Regions from separate parts of the Rattus norvegicus genome. Here region 2 is linked to region 1. The links are chromatin contacts, called in public Hi-C maps. All regions are on one chromosome and are shown on one strand. The core of a region is the stretch at or near the end of the contact, and the rest is flanking DNA. Distances in the headings are between cores, read along the strand shown. Region 1 holds the start of Kcnma1 (potassium calcium-activated channel subfamily M alpha 1). Region 2 overlaps Kcnma1 (potassium calcium-activated channel subfamily M alpha 1).

The links. Hi-C and Micro-C count contacts between places; a contact is called where the count stands out from the background.
Region 2: a contact with region 1 is called in a Hi-C map of frontal cortex, with 1.8 times the contacts expected there. The contact joins the enhancer-like site here to the promoter of Kcnma1 in region 1. A contact is called at or near these places in 3 of 12 Hi-C or Micro-C datasets (frontal cortex, liver and psoas muscle).

Annotation. Positions count from the first base shown.
Region 1 is chr15:347,078-354,103 of GRCr8, reverse strand. It overlaps Kcnma1 (potassium calcium-activated channel subfamily M alpha 1), which reads right to left and starts at 2,179. Exons shown (of 30, transcript NM_001393699.1): 1 at 1,722-2,179. The coding sequence starts at 2,099. It overlaps LOC103693799 (a long non-coding RNA gene), which reads left to right and starts at 3,229. Exons shown (of 7, transcript XR_010058082.1): 1 at 3,229-3,405.
Region 2 is chr15:459,281-466,060 of GRCr8, reverse strand. The region is part of intron 1 of Kcnma1 (potassium calcium-activated channel subfamily M alpha 1); the gene reads right to left. Among named protein-coding and RNA genes, the nearest start is that of Kcnma1, 110 kb to the right of the region's middle. Within about 2 kb of position 3,355, at least 26 of the 93 cell types and tissues checked have an H3K27ac peak or open chromatin away from gene starts, as enhancers often do.

The DNA.
Region 1 (7,026 bases), core at 930-3,429:
TCTGTGATCAGGCTACAGTTAAGTCTGATGGAGCAGAAAGTGTCTCTGAGTCTGACTGTAGGAACCTTGCTTAATCTGAGGGCTTCTCTGGAAGGCCAGTGAACTTTCTCCTTGAAAAGGACAGGGTTGGGGGGGGGGGGTGCTTCATTATCAAGAAGCGGGCTCTAAACAAGCCCACCAGTCACCATTGGAGGCTTTCAGAGCAATGCCAAGAGGAAGCAAAGAAGGAAGGGAGGGAGGTTTTACTTTTTCCTCCCTTATTCCAACACACCAGTATTTTCCAAAACACAAATGTGCTGCCACAAAACACAGCTGAGCCCAGCACCTACGGTAATGTATAATTAATGACACAGAGTGCTTCAGTTGCCCTTGGGTTTCATAGTCAGCCTTCCCCTTTAACCTAACTCTTCTCTTTAGCAGCTACAAGATGCCACAAGTTGCTGAACCCTGTAATGCCTGAGGGGGGTCCTGTGATTAACTTTACTAGAGCAGGTGTTGACACCTGGGAACCAGGATGAGTGCCTTGCCCAACCCCCCCCCCCTAGAGATCTCCTCTCTCCAAAAGTGTGGGTGCTGTTAAGTTCTCTTGGATCAGAATTTCTCTAAAAGAAGGCACCCAGTTCAGCTCCCTCTTTTTGTTCCCTGTTCTTTCTTTTATTCATTCTGTAGTTCTCTCTCAAACACTGCCCACCTCCGGACCCCTGTGCCCAGCTAGTGCTAGGTGGTGGGCAGAGACCCCTCTAGGATATGGACACAGCCCAGGAGTAAGCCTAGCAACCATATATCTGAGATGTGAGTCCTAACACGGGTGGGCGACTCTGCCAGGAATAGCTTAAGGCAACTTCCAGCCACATCGAGTGCCAAAGGGGGGCTTCGTGAAGCAGAGTTCCCTTGGACCCTGAGGTGTGCAACCCTGGTGCTACAGATTGGAGCTGCTGGCTGTATTTGCAGGGATCCAAAGTGGGTGGCCTAGGAGAGGAGTGTAGAGGTGGTGAAAGTACTTGGGGCAGGGGAATGTTCCACAAAGAAAACGTAAGTGATGGAGTGGGCGGAAGCATCAGACTTGCAACCATGCCACGTTTAGAAAGTGATTCTCCATAGATTGACCCCATTCCAGGATAACTCTTTTCAACTTTTTATTGATCCCTGTGCCCCCACTTTCTAAAGCCATATTCCTCCCCCAGAATTCCAAAATGCAAAAGATTTTCTCCCTTGCTCTAATGACGTTCCCTTCTTAGGGACCCTATGAACTGATTTCCCCAACAAGCTCCTAAAGTAGGAGCTGATCTGTCCCAGCCAGCCCGCTGTGATGAGCCTGGACGCAGCCAGTGAGTGATGCCCAGCACGCACCCAGGGTCTTTCAGCTTCCTGTGTCCCCCGCAAGGTTCCTTCTCCTCACCCTGCAACAACATGCCCGAAAGACACATGTACCCCCGACCCGGGTCCGGCCGTAGCCACCAATAACCCTACAATAAGTAGAGAAGTAAAGCGGGGGTCTGTGTCCCAGAGCGCACCGGCTGGGGTCAACTCCTCACCCCTGGCGCACAGACCGCTGCCCCAATCCGAGGGCACAGGGAAAGGGGAGGGAAGGGCAGGCGACGGGGACAAGGCTGGTAGGACGGAAGGAGGCAAGACACGGTGCGGAGCTAAGAGGTGGGCTGCAGGGGACGCCGAGAGATGGCTGGGATGGCGCAGGGGCGGGCGCCCGGGGCGCGCGTTACCTTCGTCTTGCCCCCGCAGTGGCAGCAAACGGTCCACAGGTACTTGAGAGTCCGCCAGAGCAAGATGATGAAGAGGCCCCCGAAGAAAGTCACCATGGAGGAGGCCAAGAAAGCCCACCACATGCGTTGGCCCCGGCTGTCGCACGGCACCTCCATGGTCACCGGGATGATGAGCGCATCCATCTTGGGCTCGTGGACCGAGGACGAGGAGGAAGAGGAGGAGGAAGAAGAGGAGGAGGAAGAAGAGGACGCGTCTAGGCTGAGATGGTTCGCGTGGATATTGCTGCTCATTCTAAGACCGCTGCCTCCGCCGCCGCCGCCGCCGCCGCCGCTGCTGCCGCTGCTGCCGCCGCCGCCGCCGCCGCCACCGTTTGCCATAGCTAGCAACGGACGGCCGGCGCAGGGGCTCGAGGGAGCTCCTCCCGCCGCCAGCGCCACCCCGAACACCCATCAACAGCCATGTTGCTGCTACTGCTGCCGCCGCCGCCGCGGAGCGCCGGGAGGGGGGCGGGGAGGCGCCTGGGCTCGGGGCGCTGTGCGCGACCTGGCGGGGTGTGCGGAGATATATACAGCCAAGCGCCGCCGCCCGCCCTCCCCCGGGCTGCCCGCCCGCCCGGGGGGGGAAGGGGATGAGCGCGGGTGGCTCCCACTCCCCGACCCGGGCTCCGATCGCCCCCGGGGCTGCGCGGGGCACCGAGAGCCCAGGGGGCGCCGCGGGCCGTCCGCGCCCGGGGTCTGGGCGGCCCGAAGCTCCGAAAGCGCGATCCCGAGTGCCTTCGGCGCCGCCCGGTCCACTTGGCGTGCGCCACGCGTGTGCGCTGCGCCCCGGCCCGGGGTCCCCCGCCCGTCCCCGCGCAGCTCTCTCGGGTGATGAGAAGACAGCTCGTTAAGATCGGAGAATCCGCGCCCTCCCGCCCGGGCGTGCCCGCGCCACCCTTCCTCCCCCAGACTGCGCTCCGCTCCTGGATCGCCGCCTCCTGAGCTCGCGGGGCCGCGGTAAATTGGCTGCGGCTGTCTGCCCTGCCTCCGCGGCCAGCTAGCGGATGCCCTGCCGGACCCCTTCGGACCGGGTCTTCGCGACCCCGAGCCTCCTCGGCCTCTGCTCGCTTCTTCCTCCTCGCCTCCTCGGGCTCTTCCTCGTCCCCGTTCTCGCAGCCGGAGCCTCTTCGGCGCGCGCCCCGCGCTCCCCGCAGCCGCCAACAGTGGCAGCTGCAGCAACTGGAGCAGGCGCGGGCTCAAGCCGCCCGAAGCGAGAGGGGAGGAGGCTTACCAGGCTGGCCACGGCTTGGGGCTGAGTAGGGGCCGCAGGTCTTTTGGAAGTGGTCGGGCATGCGGCCCCCCACCACTCAGGACACAGAGTATAGCGCCCCCAGCCCAGATGCAGGATTTAGCAGGTGTTGCGCCCCCTTAAGCTCAGCGGGGTACCAGAAGGGAAAGCCACCAGGTGCCTGAGGAACCCCTAATGGGGAGGGGAGGAGTGGTTGGCTGTCGGCTCCATTCAATGGGCTTATTATTGCCCCTAGATCCTCAGGCTTGGAGACTAAGGAAGACCCTAGTGAGCACAGTACGCGTGCTGACTGATAGTTCATTCACACTTTCGTTTCCTAGGTGCCACAGCGTGCGTTGCTGATGAACAGGGGCATCTGAAAGTCTGTTGGTAGTCTATGACCTCTGACAGCTGCAGGTGGGTTTGTTGTTTGTTCTTTGTTATTTCCTTATCAAGCAACCTGATAGTAGGCAAAGAAGACAGCAGCCTGACTGTTGGTGTGGAACAAACTTGGGTAGACAACGGGTTTCTTAAAGGGTCTCTTCCTTGTCCTTTAGAGTCATGTGAGGAGAGCAACTGAATGGTGGGTATTCTGCATTCAGGCTTGCCTTTCTACATTTCTGGTTTCCCCATTCGTTTCTCCCCTTTAAAGGGAAGGAGTCCGGGTTTGTTGAGCAGCCCCTGTCCCCCCCACCCAACCCCCAGTCACACAGAAACTTTCTCACTCTGGCCACTTCTCCAGGCTGGCAGCTGTACCACAACTTTTTCCTGTGCTAATTAAAACCAAGACAATCACTCTCCCCTCATTGCCCTCAGTGATTTCCCCAAACTTTCCAGCTCATTAGTTATAGCCTAATTGGAATTCTCAGGTTCCTTTCAAGACTCCTCATATGGTAAACTGGCCCAAGTGAGGCTCCTTACCTGAACAAGCTGTCACTACCTAAATCATTGGTCAGCCAAGAAGGGCCAAAGGAGGCCAAACCTGGCAGACACCGAAAATAATGAGTCTCAAATCGGTTGGTATATTCCTTGGGCTCAGTAAACATATCTACTAGAAAAGAATTAAGGCCAAAATCACCCCCCCCCAAAAAAAAAAAAACAGTATATAACAGAAGGCCAGCAAAAAGGCTCAACTGTTAAAGTTACTTGCCTCCAAACCTGACCACCTGAACCTGATCTCTGAAAGTCACAGTGAAAAGAATAAACTAACTCCTGTTAACCATTCTCTCATACCTATGTGCATGTTATGGTGCACACTCATGTTTACACACACACACACACACACACACACACGCACTGAGGTAGTTTATGTTTTAAAGAAGAGAGCTATAAATTGTGTTTTCCAGAAGGAGAAATTGCCTCAGTCTCCCCTTAAACCATCCAGTGGTCCCTCCAATATCATCTGTCCTTCACAATCCCCATGTATTCAATGCCCCTAGCTCTATCCCAGAATCAGGCTGGGTAAGACTTGGAAAGGCTGGGAAGGGATGCAAATGACTGTGGTACTGAGGTTCCTTTGTTGGCCTCCTCAATAGCTGTGAGTGTGCCTCAACACACGCCAAGCGTGAGGGACTTTCCTTAAGTCCGAGATTTAACATTTAAAACTGAGACATCCATAGCATAAACTCAGCAAAGAACAGGTACTGCTCTGCCCCACTGTGGCTTAGTGAGCCTTCGGAATGTATTCCCATAGGAACAAAACTTGAACCTTCGCAGCCAGTGGTCCCCTCTAGATTCTTCCTAGCCAATACCTGCAACCTAGATCTTCCTAGAAAGCTAGTTTCATGGTGACTTACAAGAGTCTGGCGGATGCTGTGCCTTCTGTCATCCCACATGTGAAGTCCCTACATGTGTTCTGACTCCATTGTCACCATCATCATCTAGAGGGTCCCAGAAGCCCCATGAGGTACGCACCCCAGCCACCACCTCTTTCTGCTTTGGTGACTGAAGCTTTCAGCCTCTCCAGTGTTGTCCAAAACTGTGACTTCCTCAGAATTCATCAGAGACCTTCATCAAGGTCAATATTATCACCTGAATGGACTTGGGACACTCAGAATATAGGCACAGAATGAGAGTATTCCTGACTACTGGGAATAGATATCATCAGGCCTTTGCCCAACTCTCTTACCAGCCATTTAGGAAGAGGCTCTTCCCAGACACAGAGGAACCTCGCATTCAAAAAGATCCTTGGACATCGTAGGCTTGTGTTATTCATTTCTAAAACTGAAACCAGAGGCAGGAGAGGGAGCTTGGAGAGTAAATGCTTGCTGCACAAGGATGAGGAGCTGAGTTTGGATCCCTAGCACCCACATAAAGTCCAGTCATGGTATATACTCTGGTACTGGGAAGTAGAGAGATGCAGATACCAGGGGAGTTGCTGGACAGACAGCAAAGCCGAAAAACAAACAAAAACAAAAAACAAACAAACAAACAAACAAAAACCAGAAACCAGGAGGGTAAGCCTCAAATTGAGCCTGCTTCAATTGATGTAGAAAGTTGATTGACTAAAATATATGGCATCAACCTCTGGCCTCCAAACACTCTGCACTGTACACACACACACACACACACACACACACACACACACACACACACACACACCACCTAGCCTATCTCAAAGGGTTATCTGGAAGAATGAAGAAGAAAACATACATATTGTTTGCTATAACTATGACACACACACTCCATAAACTGGATAAACTTGGATCAGATCTTCTGGCCCCTGGCTTTGCTCATATAGTGCAATCTTTGGGAAGAAGTGGGATTAGAGGCCCCTGCCTCCACTTTGCTGCTCTACACACCTACACAGCCCCTCAGAAAGATGGTCGGAGCAAGACCGTGCAGCTTCAGAAATCCCTGAGCTTTGCTGTATGTAATTTTTATCCCAGAGGGCCTCATACCAGGTTGTGGCCAACCTCCAGATGGGAAGAACCCATCAGCTTGCATAGGATCTGTCACCCACACCTACCCACTGACTTCTCCCTCTTTCTTTAGCCTAGGAAATGGGGGGCTCTAGTATCTACAAATAACCCCCAGAGTATCGTCTCTAACTACTGTAGGTGTGTCTACAGGTTGAGTATCTAGGGCCATAGTACAAGAACTAAAAGCTTACAAAAACTAGAAACTTACAATAGGAGACATTTATTTGCCTGTACACATGAAAGCTTCCCAAACTCTTCACCAAATGCACCTGTGTTTACAGTCACTTTCAGAGCAAGCCTGGATTTTCAAATCTGTTAACTATTCTAAGCTGGGCATTCCCAATGGGACTTAAAAGAAATACGTGAGTCGAAGTGCATGAGCACACAAACTAAAAAAGCAGAATGATTGCAAAGTCCAAAGAGAATATGAAAGGTTGTTTAAATAGTTATCAGCCGAGTATCACAGTTAACATGCTGAGATTTCTTTTCTATAGCCCCAGCCTGGACCTAATCCTGATACTCAGATTGAAAACAAACAAAAAAACAAAACAAAACAAAACAAAACAAAACAAAAAACTTTACAAATCTGCTAGGAGACTCAGTAATGCCTCCCTAAGTGGTGTGGCGTCCTCTGGTGGCATCTTCTGGTAGACCACTTCTTGGTGAGGATTCAAAGGGGGGCTGATTCATTCATTTGAGACATGGAAATCCTGAGGAACATTTCACAGTCAAACAAACAATGTAACCACAGGAAAGGGAACCATGGGTTTGAATGCTAGTGGTCAGAGGACACAAACGGACTACAGTTAATAACGTTTAGTATACTTGAGAAGGAACACTAAGGTTCTGGCCACAGATACATACAAGGAAAAAGTAATACAGAATCAGCTTGAGTTAGCGGATTATCCATTCCACAAAGAATAAATATTTCAAATAATGCTGTGCAATATACATAATGCAATGTTTGTCCATTTAAAAATATTAAAGCTGGAGAGATGTCCCGGCCATTAAAGACACTTGTTGCTCCTAAGAGGCCCTGCTTTGTTTCCTAAGACCCACATAATAGTTCACAACCATCTAGAACTCCGGTTTGGAGAAATCCGGTACCCTCCTATGA
Region 2 (6,780 bases), core at 2,106-4,605, 110 kb before region 1:
TAACATTTATAAACATCCAGGCAGAGAACAAAGAACTCAAAGAAAGATGGGAACAAAATGACCATTTAGTTGGCTTCAGTGGTCCTGCTGTAATCTCAACAGGACTGCTTTAAGGAGGCTAGCTTTGACTACACAGTGAGTTACAGGCCAGCCTGGGCTATGGCATAACTCAAAAAAGCGAACAGAGAAGAGAGAAATGGTGCGGTGGTTAAGAGCCCTTGTTGTTCTCATAGAGGACCTGAGTTCAACTCCCAGAATCCATTCTTGGCTGCTCAAAACCAAATGTAACTCCAACTCCAAAGGGATCTGATACCCTATTCTGATTTCCAAAGCCATGTACACACATACATACATAGACATAGACACACATGCTTACACACATGTAAAACTAAGTCTCAAAAACAAATAATAAAACAAAAGAATGACTTCAGAGAAACCTCTGCACAATGTGCTAGACTCTGATCCAAGCCTGCCTCTTGGTGCCTAGATGTGGCAGAGTAAGGCAAGGCCTTTCAGCACACATTTCCCCATCCACAGAGTGAGCACAACCAAAGCACATGTCTCTCAGCCTCACTCTACCAACTCAAGAAGGAAGATACAGCAGGTAAAACACTCAGCACAGGGTTCAGCAAAGAACTCAGGCATCCAGCCCCTGTCAGCGGCCAAAGTCAGGAGTGCTTGCTCCTGAAACCTGATACATAAGCACTCCGAAGAGGAAGGGGAAGAATTCTGAGGGAGGCAGAGCACTGAGAAAGTTGGGTGCCGGATCATAAAAATGAGCCCAGGCAGCCAAATCGTTATGAACAGAACTGGGAAAAAACAAAAGCAAAAACAAAAACAGAAAACCATTTTCCAGGCCGTAAGATGGACCCGGCTGTGGCAGTCAAGGGACAACTATGCTAATAAGCAGGTGTGTGTGCTGAGTCCATGGTGGCATTCCACAGCACCCAAGCAGAAGATGTCAGTTGACCCTCAAAAGGAAGAAATATCGGCTAGCATCTGACTAATTCACAAAACACAGCTGTGGGGCCGTACACTGTCAAGAGCCTTAGAAGATACAAAATGCAGAGGCTGAGAGGCTGACTCAGTGGCAGAGGGTTAGGGGTCCTGGGTTCCATCCCAGGCAGTGTCACGAAAGCAGAGGAAAGAGCAATGAACCAGAGCAATTGTCCCAGAACATTCCACTGGTGGTAAGTGCTTCATATGCATGGTTAAGATGCTGATCAGAACTACGCATTCAATAACAGTCCATGTCCTTAGGAAGGAAACCTTAGCAATGAGCCTTAAGTCTCAATGCTGCCATCACAAATAAGAACGAACATGAAAGCTAAGACTTAAGAGAAGATGAGATTATAAAAATAATAACTACAATCTAATACCTGTACAGTAGAAGCTTAAAATATCAGCCCACACAGTAAAGCCCAACCCTGACTGTAGTATTCTCAGGATGGGGGGGAGTGGCAGAGAAAAGCCATAAGAGCACCCTATGCAGTAGCTACCAGCAAAATGAGGCGAAACAGCACCCCTCACACCTACGGAGCAAGACAGGGGGACCCAACAGTGCCATTTGCTAGGGAGAAGTATAAGATGAAGTTTTAAAATGTCCCATTACAGAGACACAACAGAGGCTTCAGAGAGCCATTTAAAAGGGAGGGAACAAGAAACAAAATGAATTAGCTGGAAGAATAAAAATAAATGACATCTTTTATGTAGTATAAGATAGATGGACTAATAGATGGCAAGTTAATGCATACAATTATGTGTTTTATGTAAAATTCAGGGCAACGGATATTAAATAGGATGGTGTGGAAGCAGGGTATGGGAACATACACCTGACAGCCTCAGGAACCTGGAGCAGGAAAATCAAGAGTTTGAGGCCAGCCTGGTCACACAGAATGACTGTCTCAAAAGTCACAAATGCTAGGCAACCTCTAATATGTATATAAAGAGTCAGGCTTGATGGCATGCATTATAATCCCAGCAGTGACAAGAGCTCACTGCCCAGACAGGCTGGTCTAGCCGGCATACTCTAGACAAGTAAGAAACCCTTCCTCAAACAAGCTGGAGGCAGTAGACATGTAACCATGCCCACAGTAAACCTCTATTCTATACACACAGTCACACGTACATGCACATACATATATGCACACACAGTATATCTGTGCACACATGATATAGCTGTAAACACACTTAAGTACCCACATGAATGCACATGCATGTGTGCACATATATGTGCACATACATATATTATATATGCCTGTGTATAAATACACAGAGAGATTTACAATAAATATATAACATAAGAGAATGAAGGATGTTTCATATTGATAAGAGTATAATCCAAAACGAGTATCTGAAAGCCAGAACCTTTCCACACCAAGGAGGCAGATGACAAAAAAAAAATTGAATGTTCTCCACCTACAGCTGTTCTTCCTAAATTAGGTTCTCAAGCTAGACACAGCTGTGAATGGCTGAGAAGGATGCCATTCATGGGAAACTCAATTAACCAGTGGTCTGGAGAGAACATGTAGAGATGCCAAGCTCCTAGAGTCTTCTGCAGATGGAGAAACTGGGACAGGAAGCTGAGTAAGGCTGAGTAAGGAGTGTAAGGAAAAGGGGGACCTCCGACCTTGGCACAGCCATCCCATGGAAACATAATTCAAACTCCACTAGAACCAGCACCCAAGTGCTGCTGGTGCAGGCTCCTGGCTGACAATCATCTGCAGTGATGAAGCTGGGATTTCAGGAGGGCCAGAGCTAAATCATGTCCTATTTTACCACTGTTTGGTGACTTCAATTTGCTCAGCCTCTCAGGGTCTCAGATTCATTATTCCTGAACAGACTAACAACAGAACCTTCCTCTTGTGTGGGTATGGTTCATTCGACCATAGTCTGCAGGAGGAGTGCTCACTTACACCTCCCTCTGCTTTCCAAGTGTAAGGCAGAACAGTCTTGAATCCTACTGTTCATCTCCACCCCCAGTTCTTCTGCATTCACTCCTCTGTGCCCATGCCCCAGGAGAATGTCACACACACACACACACACACACACACACACCCTGAGAGCAGATCACACACACACACACACACACACACACACACACACACACACACACACACCCTGAGAGCAGATCGCAGACCCAAGCTGGGTCCTTGCCTGCTGCATAGGCAATGCCTTATTCCCCCTTCCTGGGGCTCTCCAGCTGGAGCTTGAAGCTGGTGACTCACTCACGGATCCTGTCATCTCTGCCTCTTTCCCCTCCTACACGGCCTCTATCTCTGCCTCCCCACCCAGATCCTCCCCACTTGCAGCACAGTGGATCTGCAGTGTCCTACTCTGACCATGGCTCTTCAGAGAGCAGGGACTTATCACCCCATGTCCTGTCTGGGAGGCTTTTTCTACTGTCTTCTGCATCAGGCAAAGGACCAGCCATGACATGGAAATGAACCTGGAGGGGGCAGAGGTGGGGCATCCTCCTGGGGCATGGAGGAGTTGGTGCAGAAGAGGGTTCACTAAGGTGGGAAGGGAAGAATGGCTACATTCAAAGCTCCTCTCTGCTCTGAGCTCAGAAATCAGAGGGAGCTGTCAGTGAACATCTCACTGGTTCGCTCTGGTTGAACAATCGATAAACAGGCACTGCCACCCACGTGGGAAAGGATCGAGGCAGACTGAAGCTGAGACCACGCAACAGATTCTCTGCACCTGTAAGCATGCTGAGGTCAGGTGTGTCCTAGTTAAACCAAAATGGCCTGTGTGGCAGGAGATGACTCATGTCTGACCTGTGGCATGGGTTCTCAGCTGCCAGCTGTGCATCACCATGCTTAGATCACACACATAGCTACAAGTGCCCACAGCAATCACCAGGATGGCCTCTTCTGCTAGAAGAGACCCAGGAAGCACTGAAGATGCTTCAAGCAGCCCTGGTGTCAGAACAGAATGAGCCACCTGTAAGGTCTAAACCTACAGCCAGTTCCAAAGCAAGCGTCCAACTACAGCCTAGTGCTGCCCTTAAAACCTAGCAGGAAAGACCTGGGAGAAGAGCAAATCATGAGGCCTGCTCCCCACACACTCCCACTCTGACAGCGGGAAGCACCTCTTCCCTGCTGTGCACTTTTTCCAAGGGGAACCCACCTCAGCACCTCTTCATTCATGGACATTCATGCCGAGGAAGGTGGGGAGACTGAGGCCAGCCCTCAAGTCACCTACCTCTGTCCTCCTTTCTCTCCTAGAATGCCTGTCCCTACCCTTGGCTACCCACCCAATCCATATACCTAGTTCATTCTTCCAGAAAACTCAGTGCAAACTTCTTCCTCTCTCTTGGCCATCCTCAACCCAGATTCTCTGGAATACTGAGACCCCAGGTTTGCCCACAGATCATCTGACTTGATCATCCATATATTATAGTATATCTTTATATTTCCTATAGATGGGTCTGCTCTGTAAGAAAATAATTGAGCCCCCATGGGTCACACCTCTAGCACACTGTGGATACTCTGAGAAGGGTTGGAAATCCTGAACTGGATTCAAACTTGCCCTCAACTGGTTACATTCCCTTTGCAGTTGGGCATGTTATGTAGTATCACCGTTCCTCAGTTTACCCTCCTGGGGAAAGGCGATGACAATGATCACCATCTTCCTAGGCCACTGTAAGGATTATTTGAGATCATATGTACAAAAGCTCCAAGCACCTCCAATGCAATGGGAACTGACTGCACCTCGTACTGTGGGCCTATCATCCAACCACTGGGGCACGGCAGTGCAACCTCTAATCTCAGCACTTGGGAAGTTGAGGCAAGGGGATCACAAGGTCAAACATTACCTGTGTACGAAATTTACCTGTGTACGAAATTTATTGAAGGCCAGTCTGGATAATGGACTTTGTATCAAAAATGACATATATATACATATAGTGGTAGAACGTCTGTAGAGTGAGACCCTGGGTTCAGTCCCCAAAGCTGCAGAATACAAGGTAAATTAGATGGCAACTAGTAAAAATGGTGAGATTAAAAATGATGGTTTAAATGACATTAGTAGCAATGTAGGCTTTTCCATTCAGTTTCCCAAGATTTCCTGGCAATGCTATTAAAGCAGAAGACTGGGTGCCTCTTTGGTTAAAATACTGTCAGTATATTGATCTAAACCCACAAGGGAAGGGCAATAATAGACTTTTGATTTTAAAAATGTAATAATAAAATCTACCTTCTAAACAAAAACTACCCTGAATTGAGAGTCTTCTTCTTCTCCTCCTCCTTCTCCTCCTCTTCCTCTTCCTTCTCCTCCTCCTCTTTCTCTTCCTCTTCCTCTTCCTCCTCCTCCTCCTCCTCCTTCTTTCTCAGAAAAAAAAGAAGACCCAGACCCAGACCTGGAGCTATGTATGCCATGGTTAACCCTCGATGTCTGATCCTTATTTCTTTACCTTCTAATTGCTGTGATTATAGGTCTGAACTACCATGTCCAGTTTATGCAGTGCTAAGGACCAAACACAAAGCTTACTGCTACCCAAGCATTTTACTAACTAAACTATACCCCAGCACTGGGTCAGATCTTTAGAACATCATGTTACCTCTTCCTCTTGGACCAGATGTGGGGTGTATGATCATTCCATCACTTTCTATGTAGGGTCTGTCCATGCACTCAGCAGAGGCAGTCCATGGAGCCAAAACTTCAATTACAGGCTCAATAAAGATCCAGAAAAGCTCAGTAACTCCATTTTAAGTTAATGGGATCTCTGAGCAGACCCACTGTTGTCTGGTAACTGAGGGCATTATTGAATCTGCTTCCTGCATCCCGATATCTAACAGTGGTCCAACTCATATGCTCCATGCCCAGTACCTACAATGCACTAGGTCTTGTTTGTGCATGTCATTATATACAAACCCCTGCCATCAAGAATCTACCATTCAGGGCTAGATATGTAGCTCAGTTGGTAGAGAGCTTGCCTATCATGCAGTAAGCCCTAGGTTTGATCCCTGCACCCCATAAAACTGTGCATGTAAAGTGGTTTGAATGAAAATGGCCCCACGGGCTCATAGGGAGTGGTACTATTACAAGTTGGGGTCTTGTTGGAACACATGTTACCTTCTTGGAGGAGGTATCACTAGGGGTAGGCTTTGAGGTTTCAAATACTCAAGCCCTGTCCAGTCTCTCTCTCTCTCTCTCTCTCTCTCTCTCTCTCTCTCTCTCTCTCTCTCTCTCTCTCTCTCTCGCCTGCTGATTCAGATTTAGAATTCTCAGGTATCTCTCCAGCACCATGTCTGCCTATGGGCTACCATGCTTCCCACCATGACAATAATGGGCCAAACCTCTGAACTATACACCAGTTCCAATGAAATGTGTTTCTTTTTATAAAGAGTAGCCATGGCCATAGTGTCTCTTCACAGCAATAGAAACACTAAGACAAACATCCACCAGTAATCCCAACCTGGGAAAAGGCAGGACAGGAAGTTCTGGGTCATCCTTGCTGGCACAATAAGTTCATGGTCAGCCTGGGCTATATAAGATCTTGCTTCAAAACCAAAACCACCCTTGAAACTGCTTTTAAGAACCCTAAAAAAGCAACTGACTAGTGGTTCCCACATCTGCACTTACAGTAGGCTCTGTGAGACTATCCGAGGCTGGGAGGGGTCACCATCCCTTTAGCTACAGGAAATCAAATGTAGGAAATGTCACATCTTACTGGAGTTGTCATTGCAACGATCTTCTGTATTAGGGGGGTTGTGATTTAACAGTTCAGACACTACGGGAGGTGCATGTCATATGTCAATGTTAACTTTAACTAAA